Linked DNA regions of Pan troglodytes: region 2 is linked to region 1. A link is a contact called in public Hi-C data. All regions are on one chromosome and are shown on one strand. Each heading gives the region's core, a stretch centred on a gene start, on an enhancer-like site or on the middle of the called end of the contact. The rest is flanking DNA. Distances are from core to core; before and after follow the strand shown. Region 1 holds the start of SPRY1 (sprouty RTK signaling antagonist 1). Region 2 overlaps LOC129143765 (a long non-coding RNA gene).

Evidence for each region. Hi-C and Micro-C count contacts between places; a contact is called where the count stands out from the background.
Region 2: a Hi-C map of stem cell-derived neural progenitor cells shows a contact between it and region 1, with 15 times the contacts expected there. The contact joins the enhancer-like site here to the promoter of SPRY1 in region 1. A contact is called at or near these places in 2 of 7 Hi-C or Micro-C datasets (blood and stem cell-derived neural progenitor cells), 1 of 1 datasets of contacts at active chromatin or transcription factors (stem cell-derived excitatory neurons) and 1 of 1 other capture datasets (stem cell-derived neural stem cells).

What each region holds. Positions count from the first base shown.
Region 1 is chr3:124,569,703-124,576,647 of NHGRI_mPanTro3-v2.0_pri, reverse strand. It overlaps SPRY1 (sprouty RTK signaling antagonist 1), which reads right to left and starts at 2,816. Exons shown (of 2, transcript XM_517428.8): 1 at 2,686-2,816.
Region 2 is chr3:125,295,274-125,302,218 of NHGRI_mPanTro3-v2.0_pri, reverse strand. The region is part of intron 3 of LOC129143765 (a long non-coding RNA gene); the gene reads left to right. Among named protein-coding and RNA genes, the nearest start is that of ANKRD50, 600 kb to the left of the region's middle. Within about 2 kb of position 2,933, at least 1 of the 24 cell types and tissues checked has an H3K27ac peak or open chromatin away from gene starts, as enhancers often do. A contact at or near this core is called in stem cell-derived neural progenitor cells, where this site is marked.

The sequences.
Region 1 (6,945 bases), core at 1,567-4,066:
TAAGCAGGAGAATAACTCTCATCTAAAGAAAGCTCAGTTATCAGTTCATAGGTGGCTTCTATAAAGGAAAATGTCTACCTTTTAAGAAATTGAGAATGGCTTTGGTGCTACAGCCTTTTTGTTGTGTGCTGTTATATGCATTAGATTAATGATGAAAAAAATTAAGGAATTAAAAAATTGAGACTCTAAAATGAAATCGCAAAATAATAGGTAATTTTCTATATAAATCAGAATTTTAAAACTACCTTATTATTCATCTATGAGATGCAAAAATAAATGTATCAGGTACACAACGATTCTTGGTGTTTTGGAGCTACAAACACACACACACAAGACTCAATGTATAGTCCAGTGAATGATACAACGGTACTCATATTTGAAATCCTGAGAGGATTTTTTTTTAAGCTGAAGGGCTCACTCACAAAACAAAGTAAGTTTTATGCACAAATAAGTGTGAGGCCTTTAACGCAGTGTAGGGAAATCCTGGCAGTTTTAATTATCTGTATTTCCTCTGATTTAAAAATCTGTATTTACATGACAGACCTTGATTTTCAAACGCACTGCCAACTCTGATTCAATGTGCTTCTTGTAACAAAATCAGCACACTAATATCCAGATAAAAATAAGCAGTTGTGTTTCCATACTAATAGTAAGTTATTTCTAATTTATAATGTGTTCTTCACAAACTACCAAAGATGAAAGTTTCTGCTTTCAGTGGTGAACTAGAGTATTTTTCACACAAATTCCTTCTAAAGTCTACAGAGTCGACCCAATTCAAGAATGAAAAGAAAAAGAAATGTCCATTCTCCACTACCAACCTGAGGCAAAAAACATGGTTTAAGGAATAACGCAGAAAGAAGTCCATTTCCTATATTTCCTAAACTAATGTCTCTAAACTATGTCTTACATGTTAACTTCTTGGAGCTCCCCCTCGTTTTCACAACTCAGCTCTCTCAAGTTTCTACTTTATTCCACCTTCTTTGCGCATGAGGAGTAACACATTCATAACCTGCGGGGATTTAGTCTTGGAGTCCTCAACATCTAATCCTGACTCCTGCACGATTATTCCTCTTCTTCAAGAACTTCTTAACTCAGTGCTTTCAAAGCAAAAGGCAGCTAAAAGTACTAAGCCAGATTCACAAAACCGTAGAGGATTTGAATAGTGTAACCCATAACACCAGGCACAACTTTAATTTGCATTTCCAATGATAGTTGTAACAAACTTCATACTGGCTGGGAAATGAAGTTGCCAGACAAAAAAATTAAAAGCAAAGAAAATTCGCCACCTCCGATCCGAAGAAAAGCCCATTTTCAAGCAGTGACAGTCTTGGACAAGCCCCAAACACGCTCACACGCGCTCGGCACACTGCCTTCCCCAAGAAAACGCGAATGGAAGTAGAATACCTTTTCGGACAATCCCATCACCATACTAAGGATCACCGTGGATTTCCAACACACTTTTTGCGTGGCCCACCAAGGTTTCTGACAAATCATGAAGAGTCTTCAGCGTCCACGCGGGAGCCCAAAGCAAGCCCACGGTCTGGCTGACCCTAAGCAAGGATTTGTCTATGCTTTAAAGGAAAAGCTGGGTTCACCGAGGGCCGAGGAGAAAGCAGCCAGCGCAGGGGCGGCCACATTGCAAGTTACCACGGTGGAGCTGCGCCCTCTGCAATCCGCACTGAATAAATAGTTGACGGAAGAAGGAAAAGGAAAAAGTTATGAATGAAAACAAGTTCTTTCTCCCTCTCTCTGGTAGGAGGAGGGGAGGAGGCTGAGGTTACCATGAGCTCAGGAGGGCGGACTTCCCCACTTTTTTTTTTTGAGCCGGAGTCTCACTTTGTCTCCCAGGCTGGAGTGCAGTGGCGCGACCTTGGCTCACTGCAACCTCCGCCTCCCGGGTTCAAGCGGGTCTCCCGCCTCAGTCTCTCGAGTAGCTGTGACTACAGTCGCGCGTCACCACGGCCGGCTAATTTTTGCATTTTTAGTGAAGACGGGGTTTCATCAGTTGGTCGGGCTGGTCTCGAACTCCTGACCTCAGTTGATCAGCGCGCCTCGGCCTCCCCAAGTGCTGGGATTACAGGCGTGAGCCACCGCGCCCGGCCGACTTCCCCACTTTTAAAGTGGCAGTGCCCTCTCCCTTCCCCTGTCTTTGCACTGAGCTCCAAACCAGAAGAAAGTTGCGGCTGGCTTTGGGGCTGCCTAATTCTATCGAGGGGATAATCGGCGAATTCCGGAGATGTGCCTACACACACACACACGCACACACACAGCCTTTGTCGTCCCCCTGCTTGACGCACACTCCTCCAAAGAGGGCCCCCGGGGACATCCCCAGAGCCGCCTGAAATCCCCCTTGGGCGTGAAGGGCTCTCCGAGAGAACAACCTGGGCCACCGCGCCGCCGCTCCGGGTAATCGGGGATGGAGGAGACCCTGTCCTGTTACGTTCCGCAGCCGCGGACCGTCGCCCACCCCGCCACCCAACCTTGAGCCCCCAGAAGCCGCCGCCCCCAGGGGGCAGGGAGCGGCGGGAGGGGCCGCGCCGAGCGAGGTCGTCCCTCCCCTCCCCTCCTCTCCCGGAGTCCTGGCTCGGGCAGCAGCGCCGCCGAGTCCGCACCTGCCGCGCCGAGCGAGCCCCGCCCGCGCGCCTACAGCCCAGCGGGCCGAGGGCGGCCGCCGCACACACTCACCTAAGCCGAAGCGATGGCCGGGGGCCAAGCCGTGCGACCCGGCCCAGGTCCTGGTGCGGGCGGCGGCGTGCACGTGCCGCATCAACCGCGGCGGGGAGGGCGAGGCGGCATCGCCGGAGCTGGAGCGCCTCGGCCCGCGGCCTCCCCCGCCCCCGCCGCCACCGGCCAGGAGCGCTCCCCGCGGCCCCCTTCCGGCTGCGGAGGGCAGTTCTCCCGCGGCTCCGCGCGGCCGGGCCCGGACCTCTCACGGCTGGTGCTCGCCGGGCGGCTCAGTAACATCCACCTCGGGAGGTCTTCTCCTGCAGCCCCTTTCCAAGAACCAGTTTTTACAAATCCTTTCAGGAAGGCTCCCCAAGTCTCAGAAAAACAAGTAGGGGAGTGGCGGAGTCGAGTGCGTGACGGGCCAGCTGACGGCACGGTGTGCTCAGAGAACTCGGGTTCTAGTCGCTCCTCGCAAGGAACGAAGGAAGGGATGGCGGCCTCCTGACGAGCGAAAAATCCACGTCACGGGCGTTCGAGACTCCGCAGCGCCCGGGTCGGGGCCCGAACCGGCGTCGGCGGGTGGATCACGGAGCCGCGCAGTACCCCGGCGAGACCTCGGAGCACGCGCCTGCCAGGCAGAGGCTGCCGCGGCCAGGAGGGGGAGGGGGATTTTTTTACCCTTTTTTTTTTTTTTTTTTTTTTTTTTTTTTTAGCGGGGAGGAGTGAAGAGAGTGAGGTTTGGGGATCCTTCTCGAAGAGAGAAAGGCGGGCGTCGTCCCTTGTCCCCCGCGCAGGCCGACGCGCTTAGCCGATTCCGCACGTTGGGCAAGTGGGGGCACAGCGTCCCCGGGCACTCCGGTCCCGGCAGGTCAGCCTCTCCCGGGCAGCGCTCACACCCAGTCCTCCGAGCCTGGGGTTCCACGGCCGAAATGCCTGCGACACAGAATTAGAGATAGAAGCTTGTGAATGTCCCTTTCTTCGAAAGGCTGGGACCCGGGGCGGGCCGCTGGCCAGCTCGCCCGCAGCCCGTTGCCATGTGCTCCCTGTTGCTGCTCCCAGTGATTGACAGGCCGGCGCACAGTCGGCGTGTCAGCCGCGAACCAAAGTAACATGCAGTCCTGCACGTTTTTGCCGAGGTGCTTTTGCCCCCTGGAATGCCTAGGAGTTCAAACAACGTTCAAGCAACGCCTCTGCGCGTTAGGAATCAATACACAGAGACGGGAAATTCAGGTTTTAAACCAATGCTTCGCTCGGGCTTCGGTCGCCAACAATGCCTAAACAAACACGCATTTGGTCCATACACCGAGTGCTAGCCCCTCTTCGCATAAAGGCATTAACGGCTCTGTGTTTCACAAATTCGATCGTTTCAGACTTTAAACGTCTACTGTTCGGTTAAGGAAAGGTGAAAGGGACCCTGCTTTTTCTTTTAGCGGTAGCATTTACTTTAAGAGCATTAGTTTTAGCAGTGGGAATGCTACCGGTGTTTTGAAATGCAACCAGTAACCTTAGCTGGAAAGCAAGTTCAAATAAATAAATGTTCAGTTCCTTGCAAAAGTCAACATTTCTCACCTTATCTTTCCTAAAATGTCTACGGAAGGAAACGGTACTTACCTAATGCAAAGATTGCAAATTGCTTTTCAGGCACATTTAACAGCGACTGTAGCTGTTCCTTATCCAGGGCAGGGAAGCTGATAATCACTCTGCAAACCACTGCGTGCTTTACAGAGCGGTCTCACTCCGGCTCCGCGGAATTTCAGCTCCTTGCCTCCACCTCCACCTCCACTCCGGGACACGCCTCCGGTGATATCATGTGTCAATCACTCGGGCTGCCCGAAAACCTGGAACAGGATTTCCTTAACTATCGTTTCCTCTTTCGTTTATGTGTACCAACTTGGAAATGTTGCCCTACAGACTCGTGTAATAAACATCCTCTTAAAACTTCGGGAGTGCCTCTAAAAATTCTGCAAATGCAGTTTGTCATAGAGGAATACATTCGGATTTGGTTAGCAATCTTTAGTTGTCGATCTCAATTAAAAGGATTGGTGGACTCTACTCTTAAGTTGAATTAGAAAAGAATTGTGAAGAATAAAAGAAAATGAAAAAAGTTGTATGCCAAGCCATCACTTCTGACCAACTAGAGGGAAAACGTATATTGACACAAAAAGATGATTATATAACATTACAGTTCCTATTTACAACAAAGTTCAGAATATGTGAAACCTAAAGTTCAAAAGGTGGCACTCCTTACTGCAAATGTAATATAAGGATATGTAATAAAGGTGAAATTTTCTGCTGTGGGTTTTTTAAATAATTGCTTTACCTTGGCTTGTTATATGATTTCCCAAAAATCAAGCACATGGAGAAAAAACCAAATTCTTTCAATTTTGTAATATAGTTGTATAATTTTGCAAAAAATACAAACCCGTATATTTTTTAATTAGCTAAAAGTCAATTAATTAGAATAGAAAAAATTTATCAAGAAGTTTTATAATTCTTAGTAATAGCTGATATGACTGAAAAAAACACTTTAGGAAACTTGCTTTCTACTTTCTTACAAACTATGGGATTTTAGGCATTTATTATCAAAGTTGTGCCTTTTCATGCTGCAGTGAGGATAACTTTTTGTGGAATTGAAGGTTCCGTAGAAACTTTTAAAAGCCACCTAAAGACCAAAAACTTAGTGGAAAGGAAATATTTTTCCAGGTACTATATATCAGGAGTAGCTTAAAGTCTGGCAAAACAAAGCAAACAATAACAAAACTCTAGAATCTAAATCATATATACATATAAGTATGGAAATTTTTAGTTCAAAGTACATTTTTAGTCTCCTTATTTACAATAGCAAATGGTTCTGTTGAAACTATAAATATATACATACATAACACACACACGCACGCACACGCAGGACTTTCAAATGTCTGAGCACTTTCAAAAATTAAAGTTGTGTTTGGAATTGCCTCTAAAGAACACAGAGCATTGTTAAGAACATGAATAACAATAAAAAAGCATCACTAAAAAATAGCATAGAATAAGAATCAAGCCAAAAAGCTACATATTCACTCTTAATATTATGAATTGTATTAAAATAGGCTATTTAAAAGAATAAAATTGATTTCATTGTATTTTTTTCATAGATCTCATTAGATTTGGGGATGTAATGAAATTTTACTAGTGATGGATAGGTTTCTTGTGAATGTAATTGGAATAGACAAATCAAAAATAGAATATCATATCAGAGTATCTTATTTGGTTCTTCAAAACTATTACCACAGTTGTGAGCTGAGAGGTCAGTTCACCAATATGATAAAACCTGGAGAGGGAGCACTGAACATTCTACCTTCATAAATCCTACAAAATATATTTGAAAGATTTCTATTGCAAATACACTCTATTTCAACCAGAAATGTATTAAAATAATTTTCATGAGATCAAGTATTTTTAAATTATAATAATCAAATCCATGAGATTTTTATCTAAAACACCATCACCATGGGTCATGTTGTATTAAGAAATTAAATATGCTGTACAGAGTTGATCAATAACCCTCCATGTCATTTAGCACTAAAATGCATTAATATGTTTTTCTCTAAATATTACATTACAAATAAATGTACGTATAGCTCTGTCACCTTGGTTCTAAAAGACATTGAATGAAACCTGCCTCTCCTGATTCCCCGCAACTATAAGACTTTGTAGAAATTCTAAATTTTTAGCTTAAAGTATACATTGTTTTTCACTTGGTAAGTTTAATTACATTGTAACTTGACTAAAAATGGATAACGGGAGTATGAAATTTTTCCAAAAATGAAAAACAGTGCAAATATCAATGGGAAAAATCTTATAATAATTTTTAGTTTATTAAGATATGTCTAAATAAAGTGGAATGGAAAGTGAGCCCTGACTTGTCCTTAATTTTCATGTGAAAACAAGATTAGCCATCGCTTGTGTTAATTTGAGTTTTGAAAAAGAATAAAGTGAAATGAAAAAAATTCAGTAACTCCTCACAACTTCTAGTGATTAAAAAAAAAAATGGCCAGGCGTGGTGGCTCACGCCTGTAATCCCAGCACTTTGGGAAGCTGAGGTGGGCTGATCACCAGAGGTCAGGAGACCAGCCTGGCCAACATGGCGAAACCTGGTCTCTACTAAAAATACAAAAAATTAGCTGGACATGGTGGTCTGTGCCTCTAATCCCAGCTACTCAGAAGGCTAGGGCAGAAGAATCGCTTGAACCCGGGAGGCAGAGGTTGCAGTGAGCCGAGATCGCGCCACTGCACTCC
Region 2 (6,945 bases), core at 1,684-4,183, 730 kb before region 1:
AACTCTTTGCACATTATTCTACTGAAATTTAGATTTTTTTCTCCATAGAAGTATCATATATTCTTTATTAAGTAAATTTATGGACACTTTATATTTCTCAGTTGCTTATTAGTAGAACAGATAAATGCTACTGTTTTTTTTTTCTTAGTCAATCCTGTGCCCAGAAACCTTGCTGAATGCTCTTATTCTATTTTTTTCTAATGATTCCTTTGGTTTTTCTTTATAGGTAATCATACTGTATGAACATAATATAGTCCTCTTTTCCTTGAGGACTTACACCTCTTATTTCTTCTTTTTAAATTCTTTGAGTGTTGAATGAAACCTAGTCTTATGCTAAATAGTGGCAATGATAGAGGATAACTTTGTTTTATGTGTACCCTTGATGTTAAAGGAAATATTTTAAGCTTCTCCACTAAGGATGCTATTTACTGGTACTTTGATATAAAATATCTTTCAAATTAGGGAATATTTTATTTCTACATTTCTAATTATTTATTATAAATATGTTAAAATTTATCAAATTACTATTTGCATCTTTTAAAATCCTCATATTTTCTTTCTCAGTTTATTAATGAGAGCTTTAATATTGAAAGAGTTTTTCATGTTTATCATCTTCTCATTTCTGGGATTAAAAATACCATTTGATTTTGGTATATTTTTTAATATGTTAGATTTATTTATTTAATATTTTGTTTTGGATATTTGCCTCTAGGTTTCTAAGGCAAATATCCCAATAATATCCTTACTATTTTTTGTTCTTGCTTAGTTGTGAAACCAAGATTCTACTAACCCTGTAGAATAAGGTGGACAGCTTTTGCAGTTTTCTCATTTCTAGAAACACATATAATATAAAAAATAACTATTTCTTAAATGTTGATTAATGTCAAATATAAAACAATCTGGGTTTGAGCAGTTGTGGGAGGCTCTAAGACTTTGATTATCAGTTCAATTGCACTGTTCTGTTTGAGTGTTTTATTTCTTCTTCTACCTTTTTGACATTTAATACTTTTTCCCATAATTTATCCTGTATATAAGTATGCAACTTTACTAGCAAGTTCTTGATTATAATGCTCTTTATTATTTTCTTCTCTCTTATTTTTTTGAGTTAATTTTTACTTCCTGAAGAATGTTACTTTCTAAAGCTCAAATTTTTAAGTACCATTTATGTCATAGATGCATTTTCTTTAAGTTTTAAATATTTTATAATTTTCCTCATTATTTCCTTTTTGAAATCTGAAACACATATTATTGCTTTTATAAATACAAAATTTTGTTAGCTACATTCTAATTTTATAATATTATGGCCAAAGAACCTAGTCAGTATGTTATTTGCTTTTTTGGAATTTATTGAAGATTCCTTTGAGCAATAGTAGAAGTCAATTTTTATGAATTATCAATTTATAATAAAAATGCATATTTTATCTTTGTTAGGTTTACAGCTGTATAAATATCTAATAGTTTAAACTTGCACATTATATTTTTTACATATGCTATGTTTGCCTTTTTTCTTTTTTTCTTATGTTTGATTTCTTGGTTTCTGAAAGGTAATGTTAAAAATCTCTAACTACAATGGTTAATATATCTATTTCTCCATGCATTTCTGTTAGTTGTGACGTTATATACTTTGAGGTTTTATTATGGAATACATCCTCATGATGGTTATGTCTTCCTTTATTGTTTCCTTACCAGTATATAAACATCATCTTTGTCTTTTTCAATCATTTCTTGTCTTGAAGTCTATATTCTGAGATATTAGCAGCTAAAGATGAACTGTGCACTTTCCTGTAAAAAAAGGCCTGTGATCTAAATATGCTGACAACTCCTGTGAAATCTTTTAAGTAAATGTGCCCTGTTAACAGTGACTAAGATAGTAGTTGCTTTTTAAAAACAAATGTGTGCTATGAGGAGAGAATCTTTCAAATGTATACTTGGAAATGTTGTTTGTTGTTTTAGATTTGGGCTGTCTGTAATAATGTAGAAGGAAACCTTATTCCCAAGAATCACCCTCGTGACTTCTTTCCAGCCCCTACTCACCCTTTTCCATGGGAGAAGAAAGTATTTTCCCACTTGTTGAATGTGGGAGAAAAGAAAGGGCATGCATAGACAGCTTCTCTCTATTTGGGGGATCTATCCTTGCAACAAGCTCAGCAAATACACCTGAGTTTCCAGGGGCTAATTGAACTCAGGAGGATGTAGAAGAGCTAGCTGATTTGACTGCTTAGTCACATTTTTATTTGAGGTTTATTAGAAATAAAGCGTTTGATATATCTTTCACCAGAAAGTGCTTCTATTGGAGAGAAACTATGTATTTAAGAAAGCAATACCTAGGTTTTATGAGTGAAATGTCTTAATTATGGAGATGCTCTCTACATCTTAAGGTGGAATTATAGAAAAGAAGTAAGCACTAATATTCCTGACAAAAAGAAAAATATACGTTTTGAACATTTAATTCCCATTAATAGTGACTTTCATTCTCATTGGGAGAGAGTCTTTCTTTTCTAAGATCAGATATGGTGCTAATACATAACTCCTCCCCCTGCTGCTTAGTTCTGAGGTTCAAAAGACTGCCAGGTGGCTTTTATCAACCCATGGAAAGCAAAGGATTTTTGCCTCAATTAAATGGTACTTTTCCAAATCTGTTTGTGAGCGGATTTAGGCATTGAAGCCCCAAAGTCACTTTAATAGGTGTGACTAGATTTCCATTTACCAATTAAAAATTTACCTTTTCAGCTGTCTGAACAATGACTCATAGGGTTTTGATTTTCTGTTAGAATAGAGTGACATAAAAAGTCAAATAAATGTTTCATGGTTAGCCAGTTCCAACTTATTACATTGCTGTGTTAAGAAGTCATGCAAACAGAATGTCCATCCGTCCCCTTGAGACATAAATTACTTTGTGATTACTCAAAGTGGCCACTAAAGGTCACTCTTACTCCATTTTCCCAGCCAGTTTTGAAGCCTGGCTCAGGTATAAAATTCATGAAGCCCCTGTCTTTGTACTAGCAACAGACAGACTTGAGATAGAATGTTTAGGGGTCAAGAAGCACAGTTTCCATACCTATTCAGTTTCAGGAGGATGCCAAACCTGCCTGTCTAAGTGGTTTGAGTCAGAAAGTTTGTGTTACATCTCCATGTTAATGCATTTCTAGAAAAGTTATCAAAATTTATAAAAAGTTCATTTTAAAGTAAATACAGGGTGAATATAAACTTCAGTCACTATATTCTGGCCCAGAGTAAAAAGTCCTTTTTTTAAAGAAGAAATAAGTCATTTTTAGGAAACACATTTAAGACTGAAACTCTTACTGAGCTGATAAATTATAACTGATCCTGTATGAGGAAGGGGGAAGGAAGGTTGAAAATAACACTTGCCAAGAATTGAACAGCTTAAATCATCTGTAAAAGTAGTGACATTACATGTAGGAGCCATTTCCTCCTTATACATAACTGTTTGGAATGTTTAGAAAATGCTCATATTTAAAAGTCTTGGATTTCTTAGGTAAGAGAGACTTGTGTGTGTGTACAATTTACACGAATGTCTAAGTAAACAGTATAGATAATATCACTAATAATAGGAGGAACATAAACTAAAACAAACAACTATCTTTTAACTTATGAGGACAAAAAATTAAACAGGAAAATAAAGTAGTAAGGTTTTAGAAAAGCAAGGTCATTTGCTTTTCACATTTTGGTGAGATTTTAAATAGGAACTGGCATTTGGCAATAACTAGTAAAAAGAATGTGTATTCTTTTGGACCTAACAGTTTTACCTCTAGAATTTACCTTAGGGAAACACTTACTCATTTGTTCAAGGACATATGTAAAATAAGTTACAGTGAAAAAAGTAGCACAACCCAAAGGTTAGTTATTGAGAGAATGGCTTATTTTATGCCTCAGGATATCATGTATTAATTAAAAGAATTGTTTTCTAAGACATTTGATCAAAAACTCAAATTCTATTAGATAAGTAGAGTATAATGGTATTTATTTTTTAAATGCAAATATTAAAATGCTACATTGAAACACATGAAATTGCTGATATTCACCTATTTTTAATCCACAAGGAAGACAATTTCATATGGTCCAATCTACATATACAAATAATGAGAAAGTAAACTGATTTTTTTCCCCAGAACTCAGGATTGAGGGTGATGATATGAGGGGATTTATAGATAATTTGAAAATATATATTGTAAGAAGAATATATTCAAATACTGTGTAAATAAAATGTATTAAACGTATATTTAATTTTCCCCCAAATTTTAATATTTTAAATCTTCATTTACCTATGAAGTTCTTAAATTATCAAGATACCTGCAAAAGAAAGTACTTGTACTATTTCTCATTATGCATTAATACTTTTCACATGTACACTACAAACAAATGGGTATGAAGAACAAACACACTGCAATCTGTTACTCATACAGAGTAAAGAATCTGAACTAACCCTGACAACTAAAGAAATTTTATATTTTATATGACTTGACAGAGTAAATCCTTTAGGAAAGCAATGAAGAATCAGTCAAATACTCTTAGACTTATTTAGAAAAATCATTGAACATGATCAATTTAGTAATTCTTTTTTTGTAAGGAATTAATTCATTAAAGTGAATATAACAAATTTCTTAAATAGGTATAATATATTCTAATATTCTTTGCAATAACAATATATGCAGTTATAATATTAAACAACACCGTACATGTGAACCCTTGCTGATATAATAAACTGCCAAAGCCATAGGGATTATTAAATTTTAAGTTGATCATCCCTCTGTATCTTCAGAATGGCTGCCATAACAGTGATTTTTTAAAATTCTGTTTCCATTCTTGCTGCCCTAGTTCTAACATACATTTTTTTATTCCAATACCCTCTCTCTATATAAAAATATATGTATTATATATGAATAAATATTTATGTATTAGCATGAAAGGCAAAATATTAGGTATTGCTGTTAGCAGATATCAACTGAATCAACCTGGCAATATATTGGATAAGAGTAGCTGGAAGTCCTAGTTTGGGTCCTGCAGTAAACCCAACCCTCTCTTCGAGATATATATGAAAATTAATAGGGCTGACTTCACATAGTCACACTTCTAACTCAGATCTTGTGCTAAATTATTTTAGTTATGTCTTAAACTTTTTGGCAGCAAGAAATGGATTTTGGTCTTTCTCTCTTATACTTAGGCAAAAATCCCAACAAAATAACATAAACTTCGTAGGTCTTCCTGATGATTTAGAAAGGTACAGGGTGTACATCACAACATGTAATTATCTTTAAATAATATTTTATATATTCCTTAAAAGTTTCCTTTTAAAATTCTTCCCACTCAAGCTTCGACTTCTCCATTTCTCACTCCTCCTTCCAGCAACCTTTAGGAATCATCGCTAAGAGTCACAATTACCTGCCATTCTATTAGGTGAGCAATTCAATTCTCACCAAAATCTCCAATTTCAACCCAACCTTTTCTTATCTCCAACCTTCCAAGATTCTCTGATGAACAACGGTGTCTTTTCCATTTTTCTTTCGCCAAAATAGTTCTAAAAATCTGAGCAAAGGATTCTACTATAATAGTGATGTAACCTGTATCTCAGGCTTTTTATTCTTACTGATCAAGGAACCATTGAAGATATTATGTAATAAAGTGTCTAAACCAATCAGAAATCGGAGAAAACGAAATGTGCTCTGGTGTAAACTGGCTGATAACAACAGAAACTACTGTGAGATTTATTTTTGTAAAATCCTGAACAATTATACAAAGTGCTGCAAGAGTTAGTATTACAGATATAGAAGCTGAAGCAGAGAGGAGGTTAAGTAATTTGCCCAGTATTATACAATCAGTGTTCGACAGAGGTTGGACTGGAACCCAGGCCCCTGACTTCAGAATCTACAGTCATAGTCATTATGGGGATTTACATGCAAATGCTTACAGAGGCCAGCCAGGCAGCAATAGGTCTGTGAATTGGACTGGCCAAGTCTAGGGTCTAAGGTAGAGAGTTATTGGTATCTCTGACAACTCTAAAAGGGCTTGGCCAACTCACTGACAAATCATATTAGTAGTTGGAATACATTTGAGTGAGAACAAATCTCAAAATCTCACACTTAATCTATGTGGCTTATTTACAGATACAGAAACAAACCTCTCTTTTCCAAGTTTCCTAAAATATTTAGTCCCTCCTTTTACTTCTAAACTTGGTGAAGTTCTAAACTTCTTTGAAGACTCAGATACAAGGTTTCTGCAGGTTCTGAAGGTCCTAAGTTTCACCTGAATTATATCCTAGCTACTTTGAATGGCTATATTTTCTTCTTGAACTTTTTCTTTCCAGGAATTTGAATAAGGATATTTATACTTGTTTTTTCCCCATATGTCCCTTAACTTTTCTTTAAGTTTTCTATTTATTTATGCTTCCTTGTTTCTTTCTGGAATGTTTCCCAAACTAATCTTTAATTTTGTAATTCACTGATTATTTATTTATACTACCTAGTATATTCTTTATTTCATCTATTATCTTCACACATAATCCTATTTGGATCTTCTTATGCTTTCTTATTCTTATTGTATATATTTAATAGCTTCCTTTTTTACTTATTATGCTTACTCTGTATTATTTGTTTCTTAGTTATATTTTCTCCACTTTCAGTGAAATACAATTTCAATTTGTAGTTTTGAAATAGTTGTACTCTTTAGGTCTTTTTCTCTGTCTCTTCTGGTGCTTATGAGCTAATATTCTCCTCCTTATGCCTTTCTAAATAGATTATACAATAACTTATTGTATATAAATATATAATTATACAATATACAATATAATACAATAAGTTATTGTATATCTGTTTAGAAAGGCATAAGGAGGAGAATATAAACTCATAAGCACCAGAAGAGACAGAAAAAAAGATCTAAAGAGTACAACTCTCCAGGAGTTATTGTATAATCTATTTAGAAAGGCATAAG